Linked DNA regions of Mustela erminea: region 2 is linked to region 1. A link is a contact called in public Hi-C data. All regions are on one chromosome and are shown on one strand. The core of a region is the stretch at or near the end of the contact, and the rest is flanking DNA. Distances in the headings are between cores, read along the strand shown. Region 1 overlaps IGF1R (insulin-like growth factor 1 receptor). Region 2 holds the start of IGF1R (insulin-like growth factor 1 receptor).

Region 1 (5,370 bases), core at 903-3,402:
GCGTACTTCACTGGCTCTGCAGCTGCCTGGGGGGACCAATTTGTGAATCTGCTTTTCTGCTCCTGGATCTTTCCAGTTGTAGTCCCCTAGTTAGGGAGGAGAGAATGCCCAGAGGCCTCACCCTGCAAAATGCTCTGGGGGAAGAGGGAGTAGGGTGGAGCTTGTGGAAGTTCTGCCCAAGGTACGAGGTGATTTTTAGGCAGACGAGGAATTTGCTGAGCAGAAAAGGCAGGAAAGAATCTAACTGGCAAGGCAAGCAGCCTGAGCTAAGAGCAGCTGTGTCTGCAGAAAGAGCCTCTGAGGGGTGGGCAGGGACAGAGCCAGGGTCTCTGATCTGGGGATTTGGGGGAGCATGTTAGCAAGGAGCCAGTGGGAGAGCGTGAGGAACTGGCCAGGGGCGGGGGCTGGAGGGAGGGACGAGACAGGGAGAGGATGGGGACCGCATGCAAATGTTTGGCATGTCTGGGGTGTGTTGATGGTGGGCCTGTATCTCCAATAGAGACACGAGTCAAAATATGACACAGACAGCCCTTGACCTCAGGAAGTTCAGGGTCTACTGACGGGGACAGGGCCGCAAGCGGAGTCCGAACAGAGTGCTGGAAGCTCAGTGGTGTTGACAGGCATGCTACAGAGTTCAGAGGAGCTCTGCAGGGACAGGGGAAGCAATGGAGAACAGTGGCCTCTCCCGGGCAGGCAGGGGTAAGGCCTAGAAAGCAGAGGGAACAGTCAGAGTGAAGGGTGTGTGTGTGTGGCTGGTGCAGGAACCTGGGACAGGAACAGATTGGCTGGAAGGAGGGGTGCTTGGAAGGAAGGAGGCTGCACGCATGGGGTTGGGGGCCAGGCTGGAAGGTCCAAAGGGACTAACTCCATTCTGTAGGCTTTTTACAGGAGTGGTGACTTGAAGGGCTGAGAGGTTTCCCTGGGGACTGTTTGGGGTGAGGCATGATTGGAGCACACAGACACCATAGCCTGGAGAAGAGGGTGGGTTTTGGTGTGAAGAAAAGGATCCACCCCTAACCCCCCCCCCCACCAGTTTGCCCTAAGCTCCATCCTACAAGGATTCTTTTGTACTTTTCTTTAATGTTTTAGACTTGGCTCATCTGGTATCTGGCCAGCAATGACAGCATGGCTTATCAGTGAAGAGTCCTGGAGATCCCTCCTGGTCCAGCTCCCTGGTGCCCTTCTCTGGCCTCCCCGTCCTCCACCGGCACAGGGAGGGGCCTCTCTAGAATCTCTCTGGGGGAGGCTGTTTGTGTGGACCTCAGAGGCCACGAGGCACCTCCTGGAGGTAGCCCCAGGAGCTGCCACACTTGAGAGCAGTGCCTCCATGCTGGGTGCCGCAGATTTTCACGCTATGGTCCCGAGGATGGGGAGGCCGGAATGAGGAGTGGATTGTGATTCAAGTCAGACCAGATGGGGAATTACCTTCGATTGCAGTATCCTGGGTGAACTACACCCTCCATGGAAAATGCAAGTTAACCGCTTATTTCTTGTCAAGTGAGCTTAATGCCGTCCTCTCAAGTTTCTTTTTATACATGCCGCAGAACACAGGCACCTTCCGGTGAGCCAGCTCCAGAAACTTGCGATGACTCGGTCTAACAGGGCATCTGATTGACCTCTGTGCCATTAACCGCGTCGTATTGCTTGAGGAAACAATTTTTAGTGCAGGTATTTAAATCAACTTCTAAAGAGCCAGAACTAAAAAAATAATGTCGGGGGAGGGGGGTGGAGGAGACTGGCAGGAAGGAGGGTCAACAAAATTGGCTCTCGCTCTGCTCTCTTCCGATGAGAGTTTTCAACCCAAAGAAGGAGAGTAAGAATCGCGGTAACAGACCCTTAACGGTTTTGCACAGAACAAAAATGATGCGAAGCTGCAAGTCAGCAGTTCTCGCCCAGGGGCTCTAAAGGACGCCCACTCGCGTTTGCTTTTCTGGGCGGCCCCTCCTCGTCTGCCTCCCCACGGCGGGTTCCTTTTGTCTCGGGTGCTGCCCGCAGCTCGGGCTGAGGGCGAGGGAGCTGGCATCCCGCGCCCTCCCCGCCGCGGTGGACCAAGGTTGTTTACTACTTTCTACTCCGAGTAGCACGCCAATCACGAGGGCCCGCCCTCCTCGCCGCCCAATCGGCTCGTTGGGAAAGTCCACCTTTCTGCGGGGCCTGGGCGGCGACTGGCTGGGGCAGCTGTCAGTCAAGCGGGCATCCCGCAAGGATGCAGCAGGAGTATTAGGGACGCGATCACCAGAGCGGAGGAGGAGTAACCTTCCCCATAAACAAGCGGTCCCCCCCCCCACAATAAAGCGGGGCGGGGGGGGGGGGCTTCGAAGCACTACCCAGCCCTGGGGCCCCACTGGAGCGGAGCGGGCTGAGCGCAGAGTCGGGGAATCCCTCCCTCCCTCCGCCTCCCTCCTGCCGCCGCTGCAGTTGTAAACACGTTTCCCTCCATGTCTGTTTTCCCTTCTCTCTAACAGTGGCCATTACAGGCTGCTGTTTACCAAAATCCCGTAGGGCAGAAGCATCTTCCTGGACCCTGTCCTCCATTGCCTGCGCCTCCCTGCCCTTATTCTGGCCTTTTTCTTTTCCACCCTCTGGTCCACAGAGTAAAGGAGGCTGGGTTGTGGTCAGACTTGTTTTCCTTTTATTCTCGTCCATGTGGGACAAGTCATGCTTTGTCAACATGCACCATTTTCTGCGGAGATCGTGGTGCCTTTTTAAATTGCGTGCATGGGCTGCATTGATTGTGGTTAGAAACGCTGCAGCCGAAACAGGCGCAGCTCGGGAAGCACTGGGTGGTTTTTTGTTGTTGTTGCTGTTTTTGGACACATGATATGCTATTTTAATTCTGTGTTTTCTTCCAAGATGGGTCTTGAATCCTTTACCTACTGGTAGATTTGAGATATGTGTACACACACACACACATTAAAAAAAAAAAAAGGCAGCATTGTGTTGGACTAAATGTTTTTGTACCTTCTTCTGTGATCTGAATCAGGTTTCCCATTTCCAGCTGCACAATGTGGTTGTATTCAGTGTGATAGGGGCGTAGTGGACATGAATTATTTGCGACAGGGCTGCCTGGAAGATGCGGAGCGGAGTTTGCGTGGCCTGGAGCAGCTCCAGTGTCTGAGGCTCTTCTGTTATGTTGCACAGGCTCCAAGCAGGAAGCGCAGGCAAAATGGCAAAATACAGCATGTGGCATTCGTTCGAAAATGCCCTTTTCTAGGAGCTGCTAGTGCATGTGACATCTAGTCTTCTTTAGCTTTTCTCTTTAAAAGAAGGGAAAAGTTATCTGTGAAGGTGGCTTGTTTGGGGTATTTTGTGGGAAGCCTTGTCAACAAAAAAATGATGATTTTGAGGTTTGGGTTTGCTGAGCGGAGGTTAGACCTCCTTCGTGTTCTGCATCACAGTCAGAGCGAGAGCGAGAGCGAGAGAGAGAGAGAGAACCATTTCTTGATTTATAGGAAATACAGGAATATTCCTGGGAGCTGCAGCTATGGGGAGGAGAGGGAGTTTGGGCCCATCTCAGCCCTGCAGCCTGTGTACTTTTTCAGCCCTGGGGCTTTGGAGATGCTTCTGGAGAATGAAAAGGGGAAAAGATCCATTGCAAGCATAAATGTAAGGAATGGCACGTGGTGGCCAGGATTTGCAAGAGCAGCTTCTAGACCTACTTAAGCCCCAGGAAACATGTCCTATTTCAAGTTAGCTACCACATGTGATTTGGGTTTCTCTCTCCCTGTCTCTTCATCTTTCTCTTTCTCTCTCCCTTTCCATTTCTCCTTTTCCTCCTCCAGTTGTCCATTTATATTCCCTCCCTGGCTAGGAATATTTTTTCCCAAGATGATCAGATCAATGTAAATCATGGTGTTATTTGAATGGGTTCCACTGTCGCTTCTTGAGTCGAGAGAAATGGCCCTTCTGAGTCAAGAGGTGACAGCAGGTGAGGGAGAGGGCCCCAGGGCCATCAGGTTCCCTGCAGTATCATCATAACAGCTTGTGAAGTTATCAGCTAAGCACTTGATTGCAGGCAGAACCACACTACAAGGAAGTGTGCTAGACTGACCTCTGCTCTGGCTCCTTCACCCAGCCCCCCAGTTAGGGAGGGGTAGGGGTGGGGGTTTCACCTCCGTGAGCCTCAGTGCCCCCCGCACAAGATAGAAACAGTGGTGTCCATGTGATATTGTAAGGACTCAAGGAGAAAACCTTAAGAAGTGTGCCTGCCTCTGTGCTGGGCCCTGGCTTGCCCTCTGTCTCCCAGCTTGCTCTTCGGTGGCCTTTCACAGAAGCTGCCTCCTTCTCAGCACAGCATGTTGAGCTCATCTTTTGCTGGGTTTCTGCGTCACCTGCTCCTTTCTGGCCAGGTCAGCCGGCTCATTTTTCCATGCCAACAGCCTCTCTGTGCCAGTAAGTCACGTCTGAATAACCAAAGCATGTTTCCCTGCTGGAGAATGCCAGGGCAGGCCAGTCCGGGAGCCAAGTGGCTTTCTCTGGTTCAACTACGTGGGGAGAGCAGAAGAGCCCCGCCTGCTCGGCTCCTCGGTGCCTCAAGACACGTTTTTGAATCACCCGATGAATCTCCTGAAATCACGGCTCTCATCCCCCCGACCCTCGCGTGGGGTTCCCCACTTTCGGCCCCATAGGACTGAGCTTTGAGCTCTTGGCATCTGACTTCCGCCTGCCTTTGCCTCCAGCCCCCACCCCGCCCCCAGCATGTGCCCATGAGTTGGCCATCTACCAGACTACTCTGTGCTCCTGTGACTACGTGGGGTCTTCACATGGCCTTAACTTAACCTGGCCTCCCTAGTGCCAGATGGGCCCTATCTTCTAGAACCAACTTCAGACTGGCCCTCCTGAGCCCATGCCCTGCTGCCCCCACCCACCCCCCACTAGCACTGCTCCTCCTTTTCTTGTGAGCCCTGTTCTCCCCGACCCAGTGGGAAACATGCATTCTTGGGGTGTGTCCTCCGTGGTCCTAGGCTCACCCTTTACTTCCCGCTTGTGCCCCGGTCCCGGGGAGAAGCCGTGTTGTATAATGGCAGCCTGGACGACAGAGCCAGACACACTGGCACCTTGAACACATGACTGACCCTCGGAGCCCGTCTTTCCTCATTGGTAGGAGGGGGTGATAATACCTCTCCCTTGGGGGAGCTGGGAGGCTTAACTGTGCTTGGCGCTGAGTCCGCCCGAGTCTGTGCTGAGCAGGCGCTCAGTAAGCGTGAGTTATTATAACGGTTGTTTTTTTTTAATCAGCCATAGATTGACATTTTACCCACTTCACAGGACCCGTGAGAGGATAACTGAGAATTATGCACAGTCCCTTAGTAGGGAATCCCATTAACATCCATTTACCTTTCTTCCATAAGGATAGGCATCTCTTATTCT
Region 2 (5,370 bases), core at 1,241-3,740, 190 kb before region 1:
TTACAATTAGAGTAAAAAAAGAAACCTACCTTTCCTTTAGAACAGTTCCCCTCTTACCAGACAGCCTGATTGTTTATGAGACAAACACTTGCACTCGATCTAGACATTCACAACTCTTTTATTAGCCATCTTCTTTTTTATTTATTATTGACATCAATTAGCCTGAGTCATGAAACCGGACCACATTACAGACGACACGTGGTCCAATCACTATTTTTAAAAGTCCACGTATTTAAAACTCCTTTCTCCAGCCATTGCTGGGCTGTTTCTCCTTTGAGAACCTGGTCTCCGCAGCATTTACTCATTAGATGGCAGTCCTAGGGCAGTCTCGCTTTGGGGAAACCGCTCCTCGGTCACATTCAAGAAAACCACCAAGGAGACCTGGAATTGGTGCTGGTTTCTAGTCACTTACGTAGCAAACGAAACTGAGAGACGTGCTCGGGAGGACACCCGGCAGGTGCGGATGGGTTTCCGCAGTGACCACTGGTCGCGGGTGTGTGCGGCACGTTCCGGGATGCAGACACCAGCCTTCAGACCCATACAAGACCCGGCCCCGGCCCCCCACCCAATCCTCAGGAGCCCTTCGGACACGCCCCCCCCTTCACCCCCCCCCAGCCTCAGCCTCCCTTGCCCCGCAGCCCAGCACTGTGCACGCGCTTCGGCTGCTCCCCGCAGCCGCCCACGTGGTGGGGCCCCGAGCCTCGTGAGGCCGCGAGGAGCGCCCAGGGCGGGCCGCGGGTCGTGGAGGCCCGGTCAGAGCGACCCAGCCTGGCAAGCCCCCTGCCCGGGCCCCCACATTTCCTCTCCCGGAGGGAGGCGACACTCCGTCGGCCGGCCTTCCCCGGCGCCAGCCGCGCCCCCTGGCGGCCGCCGCGGGGACGCGCCCTGGGCACGCGGGGCAGCCTGTCTGGGCCCCCCTTCCCCGGCTCGCGGCCCGCGGCGGGCGGCGGGCGGTCTCCCCCTCGCGCCCCTGAGCCAAGCCACGCGGGCCGCGCCCTTCCCCTTCAGCTCCCCGCAAGCCCCAGAACTCCGGGCTCCCTGGTCGCGAGGCCGCGGCCGTCCCAGCCTTGCGTGAAAGTGCCCGCCTTAGTAGCTTGGGGGTCTCCTTTCTCCCAGGTGTGCCCCTCCCGCCACATTCGGGTTTTCCAGCACGCTGAGAAAAAAATGCCGCATGCACGCACTTATTTATTTATTTTGCAACAGCTGCAAGAAACAATGAAGCTTTTCAAGAACCGAGGAAACGCGCTTTCCAGCCGTGCTGTTGTTTTTCAATGAACCTCTCCGGCCCCGCACTGCCCGCTCACCCCGCCCCCTCCGCCCTCACCCCCTCCTCCCCGCTCTTCCCCTCTCTTCCCCTCTCCTCCCCTCTCCTCCCCAGCCTTCTCCTCCTCCGAGCCCCGGGCCGGCGCCGGGGGCATTGTTTTTGGAGTCTTGCGGGAGGGGAGGGCGCGTGCAGGGTGGCCGGCGCAGTGCGGGTGGGGGCGAGAGCGTGTGGGCGCGCGCGCGCGTGTGCCTGCGCGGGCGGGGGGCGGGGGCGGTGCCTCGCAGCCTCGCACCCCACGCCCGGGCTCCGCTCCGCACGTCCCTGGAATCCCGAGCTCCGTCTCTTGGCGCGCGCCGGCCTGGGCCGGGCCCTCGGCGCGCCGCGGCTGCGGCTGTGGCCGCTCCAGTGTGCGCGCGGGCGCGTGTGCGCGGCTCCGAGAGCTCGCGCGCGCGCGAGCCCCCAGTGTGTGGCAGCGGCGGCGGCAGCGGCGCGGTGAGGCTGAGGCTCTTGTTTACCAGCATTAACTCTGCTGAGCGGAAAAAAAAAAAAAAAAAAAAAAAAAGGGAAAAAACCCGAGGAGGAGCGAGCGCACCAGGCGAACTCAAGAGAGGCGAGCGAGCGAGAGGGACGCCGCCAGCGAGCCTGCCCCCGGCGCGCCCGTGCCCGGCGCTTGCAGACCCTCGGCCCCGCTCCCCGGGCCCTCCACGCCCCTCCCGCGCGAGGGGAGCTCCACGGCGCGTTGCGCGCCTCGGCTTTGACCTTCAGCGAGCCGGAGCCCCCGCGCGCGGAGCCGGCGGCGGCGGGCGGGGGCCGGGCGGGGGCCGGCGCGGAGCCCGGGCGGCGCGGCGGGAGTGCTGAGCGCGGCGCGGCCGGCCCGCCGCTTTGTGTGTGTTCTGGATTTGGGAAGGAGCTCGCGGCGGCGGCGGCGGCGGCGGCGCTGAGGGAGGAGGCGGCGGCGAGCGGAGCCCGGAGGAGGAGGAGGGGGAGCCGCTCATTCATTTTTACTCCGCATTTCTGCCCCTGGCCGGCCTCGCCCGCGACCCGGACTTCGGGGCAATCTTGCGAACTGCGTCGCGCCCTCCAGCCGCGGAGGCTCGGGTGTCGGACAGCCTCCCCCTCTACCTGGGGTCGCGTTTGTTTTTCTTCGCTGAGACGAATTTGGGCTTTGCCCCCTTTCTGTGCAGTTTTTCCCCCCTCCTGCCTCTCTGGGTTTGAAAATGGAGGCCGACGACGCCGACAGCCCGCCCCGGCGCGCCTCGGGTTCCCGACTCCGCCGAGCCCTGGGCCGAGGCTGCCGGCGCTGAGGGGCCGCCCCGCGCCGCCGCCCGCCTGCCCCGCGCACCCGGAGGGTCCCCGGCCGGCGCCGCCTTTGGAGTATTGTTTCCGTCGCCCTGTTTTCGGAGGCGGCGAAGACTGAGTTTGAGACTTTTTCTTTCCCGTTTTCTTTTTCTTTCTTCTTTCCTTTTTCTTTTCTTTTTCCTTTTTTTTTTTTTTTTTTTTTTTTGTGAGACGGGAATTTCGTCCCAAATAAAAGGAATGAAGTCTGGCTCCGGAGGAGGGTCCCCGACCTCGCTGTGGGGGCTCCTGTTTTTCTCCGCCGCGCTCTCGCTCTGGCCGACGAGTGGAGAAAGTGAGTATGTGCCCGCCGCCCGCGGCCACTGCGGGAACTTTTCCTCCGAGGGGCTGCGCCCTGTTTGCGAAACCCGAGTTGCCATCGCCGCAGCTGTCGGGCCCCCGGGCTCGGGAGCGGCGGGGCGGGATGCGGAGGGGCTCGGCCGGAAGGTTGGAGCGGCCCCGGGGCCCCGGCTCGGCGCACCCTCTTGCGGGAAGGGCCCCGGGGGCTTTCTCTTTCGCTGTCCCGAGAGTCCTGCCCCGCGGACCGGTTGTGTCGGGCAGTGCTTGTTCCCCCGCGGCCGTGCCCGCGCTGGGATCCGTCGGGGAAGTTCGCGCCGGGCCGGGCCCCGCCACCCACACCTCACCCCCCTCCGGGCGCGCGGGCCACTCCGCACGGAAAGCTGGCCCCCGCGCGGCGCTCAGACGGCGGTGACAGCTCCCGCGGCCGCGCGGGTCCCTGGCTGTTAGGGCAGATACGGTGCCCGGGGGCGGGGATCGGGGAGCCCACCGGCCGTGGCGTTCCAGGACAAGGCGCCCGAGGAGAGGCCCCGTAGCCCCAGGACACGTTTCCAAACCTCCCGGCGCGGCCTCGTGTCGCCAACGCGCTTGGCCCCTCGGGCGTTTTGGGATACTGGCCTTTCCTTTCCCGTCACTTTCGCCGGATCTTCCCCCTCCACCCCCCAGCTTGGGCTTCCCGCGGCTGCTCTGCTCTGGGGTTAGGGGAGCGTTCCGGCTTAGCAGCCCCCGCCCCTGGAAAGCTGCAAGGTCGGGGGCTCTACAGCAGTCAGGCTTTTCCCGGGAACGCGTCTGGGCCACTAGTTTAGAGGGTTCTGGGACTTTCTTCAACCCAGTTGCAGTCCGCCTGTAGATGCCTCTCCTCCTGGCGGGGTTAGGGGGTGGTCCGGCAGCGTCCGACTGTGCAGGAGTAGGTGTGTGGTCCGAGTCGACGTGCATGTCCACACACGTGCTCGCAACGCGGGCTCTAGCTGTCGCCACACGGCCGCTTGGGGACACCTAGGCGCCTGGCCCTGGCGAGAGGTGTCGTGCGCCGCGGTTTGAGGAGCGCCAGGGTCTGCGGCAGCGGGGGCGGTGGGCGGGAGGGTGTTTTGTTTTGCGAGCGCAGAGCCCTCGCCTTGGGTTTGTGGCCAGAGTTGGGTGACTCTACCTCCCCCACATCCCGCACTCCCTTTGCACAAAGTTAATAAGCAGTATCGCTCCGCGCTCGCTATCGCTTGCAATCTGATAGCTTTTGTTTTGGTAGCGTCGGGTAGGGGTAGGGAAGCGCGAGGAGGGAGGGCGGGAGGATTTAGGGCCCCACGGTGTATGGAGGGAGGACAGGGAGGTGGGTTCACATCCTCAAAAAACCGAAGCATACTTTACTGGCACATTCACGATGGTAGGGTAATTTGAACACGATTAAAGTTTAAATGCAGTCGGAGAACTGGGGCTGGGAACAGTGAGGGCGTGTTGGTGAGTAATGTTTGCCGAGGGTATGCAGGTGGTGCCAATTAACTTTGAAAAAAAAAGTATCACGACTGAGCCTTGAGGAGTGGGGGGGGGGGGAGAGTCGGGAGGCGGCGCGGGGTGGGGGGCGATCTGGCCCCATCACAGGGGCGATTCGGAAAGACTGTGTAAACAAACCCTTCTTAAGTGTCTTGTAAGAAATGAGTTCATGATGGAGTAAGAGCAGATTTTTAAAAGAATTAGTGTTTACTACACGGAGTAAGTCGCAGATTGAGGCCGGACCTTCCACAAATCTGAGCTCTCCTGCTCTTTGTTTTCTAAACTTCCAGCTCACTGGATTGGACGAAAGGTTTTCGGCTCCCTTCTAAGGATTACAGATGGTATGGGGCGGGGGGTGGGGGGGGACGACGACGACAAAAGAGGGTTTCCTAGCCTCTAAAAGTTAAAATGCAATTTAGAAGACACAGGAGAGCCAATCCATTTTTTATGGCATACTACTGAAGTGTGTTATGCCTCTAGTTTTATTATTTAACGTTAGTAAGTTCTGAAATTCACCACGGCGGTGATGGCCTTGCTTCTTGAGGAAGGAGTCGGGCATTTTAAAATAGGATGGCTTGTTGTTTGGAGCGATCTTCATGAAAAATACTTTCTGAAAGGCAGCTCTTTCTTGAGAAAACAGGAGGAGAAGGGACATTTTTCATGATACCGAGAGACCAAAGTTTTTCTCAGGGATCCCTCCAAAATTGTTGGTTCCTGAAAAACTGACGGATCGCCAGAAGGCACCCTGACTCCTGATTTGGTTTGTGGAAGTCCTCACTCCCCGTCTGCTCCTTCCCACAGCTCTGAAGTTTTCAGGAGAAAACGATAAACTCAGTGTTAACATGTATGTGTTCTTTTTCTTTGTTAGAAAAGTGCTAGAAGACTTAATTCTGATGAAAACTACTGAATCCAATCAGAGATGGGTAGTTCTTTTGGCTCTCTAGTATAGCGATAAAAATTGGATGGGGTTGGTTCCTATTGTGTTGGCA

What was found. A called contact is a pair of places that touch in the nucleus more often than the background predicts.
Region 2: a Hi-C map of fibroblasts shows a contact between it and region 1, with 4 times the contacts expected there. The contact joins the promoter of IGF1R here to the enhancer-like site in region 1. A contact is called at or near these places in 3 of 3 Hi-C or Micro-C datasets (fibroblasts, skeletal muscle and spleen).

What each region holds. Positions count from the first base shown.
Region 1 is chr5:18,076,448-18,081,817 of mMusErm1.Pri, reverse strand. The region is part of intron 2 of IGF1R (insulin-like growth factor 1 receptor); the gene reads left to right. Among named protein-coding and RNA genes, the nearest start is that of PGPEP1L, 110 kb to the right of the region's middle. Within about 2 kb of position 2,152, the one cell type or tissue checked has open chromatin away from gene starts, as enhancers often do. A contact at or near this core is called in fibroblasts, where this site is marked.
Region 2 is chr5:18,271,187-18,276,556 of mMusErm1.Pri, reverse strand. IGF1R (insulin-like growth factor 1 receptor) reads left to right here and starts at 2,490. Exons shown (of 21, transcript XM_032342166.1): 1 at 2,490-2,894. The coding sequence starts at 2,801.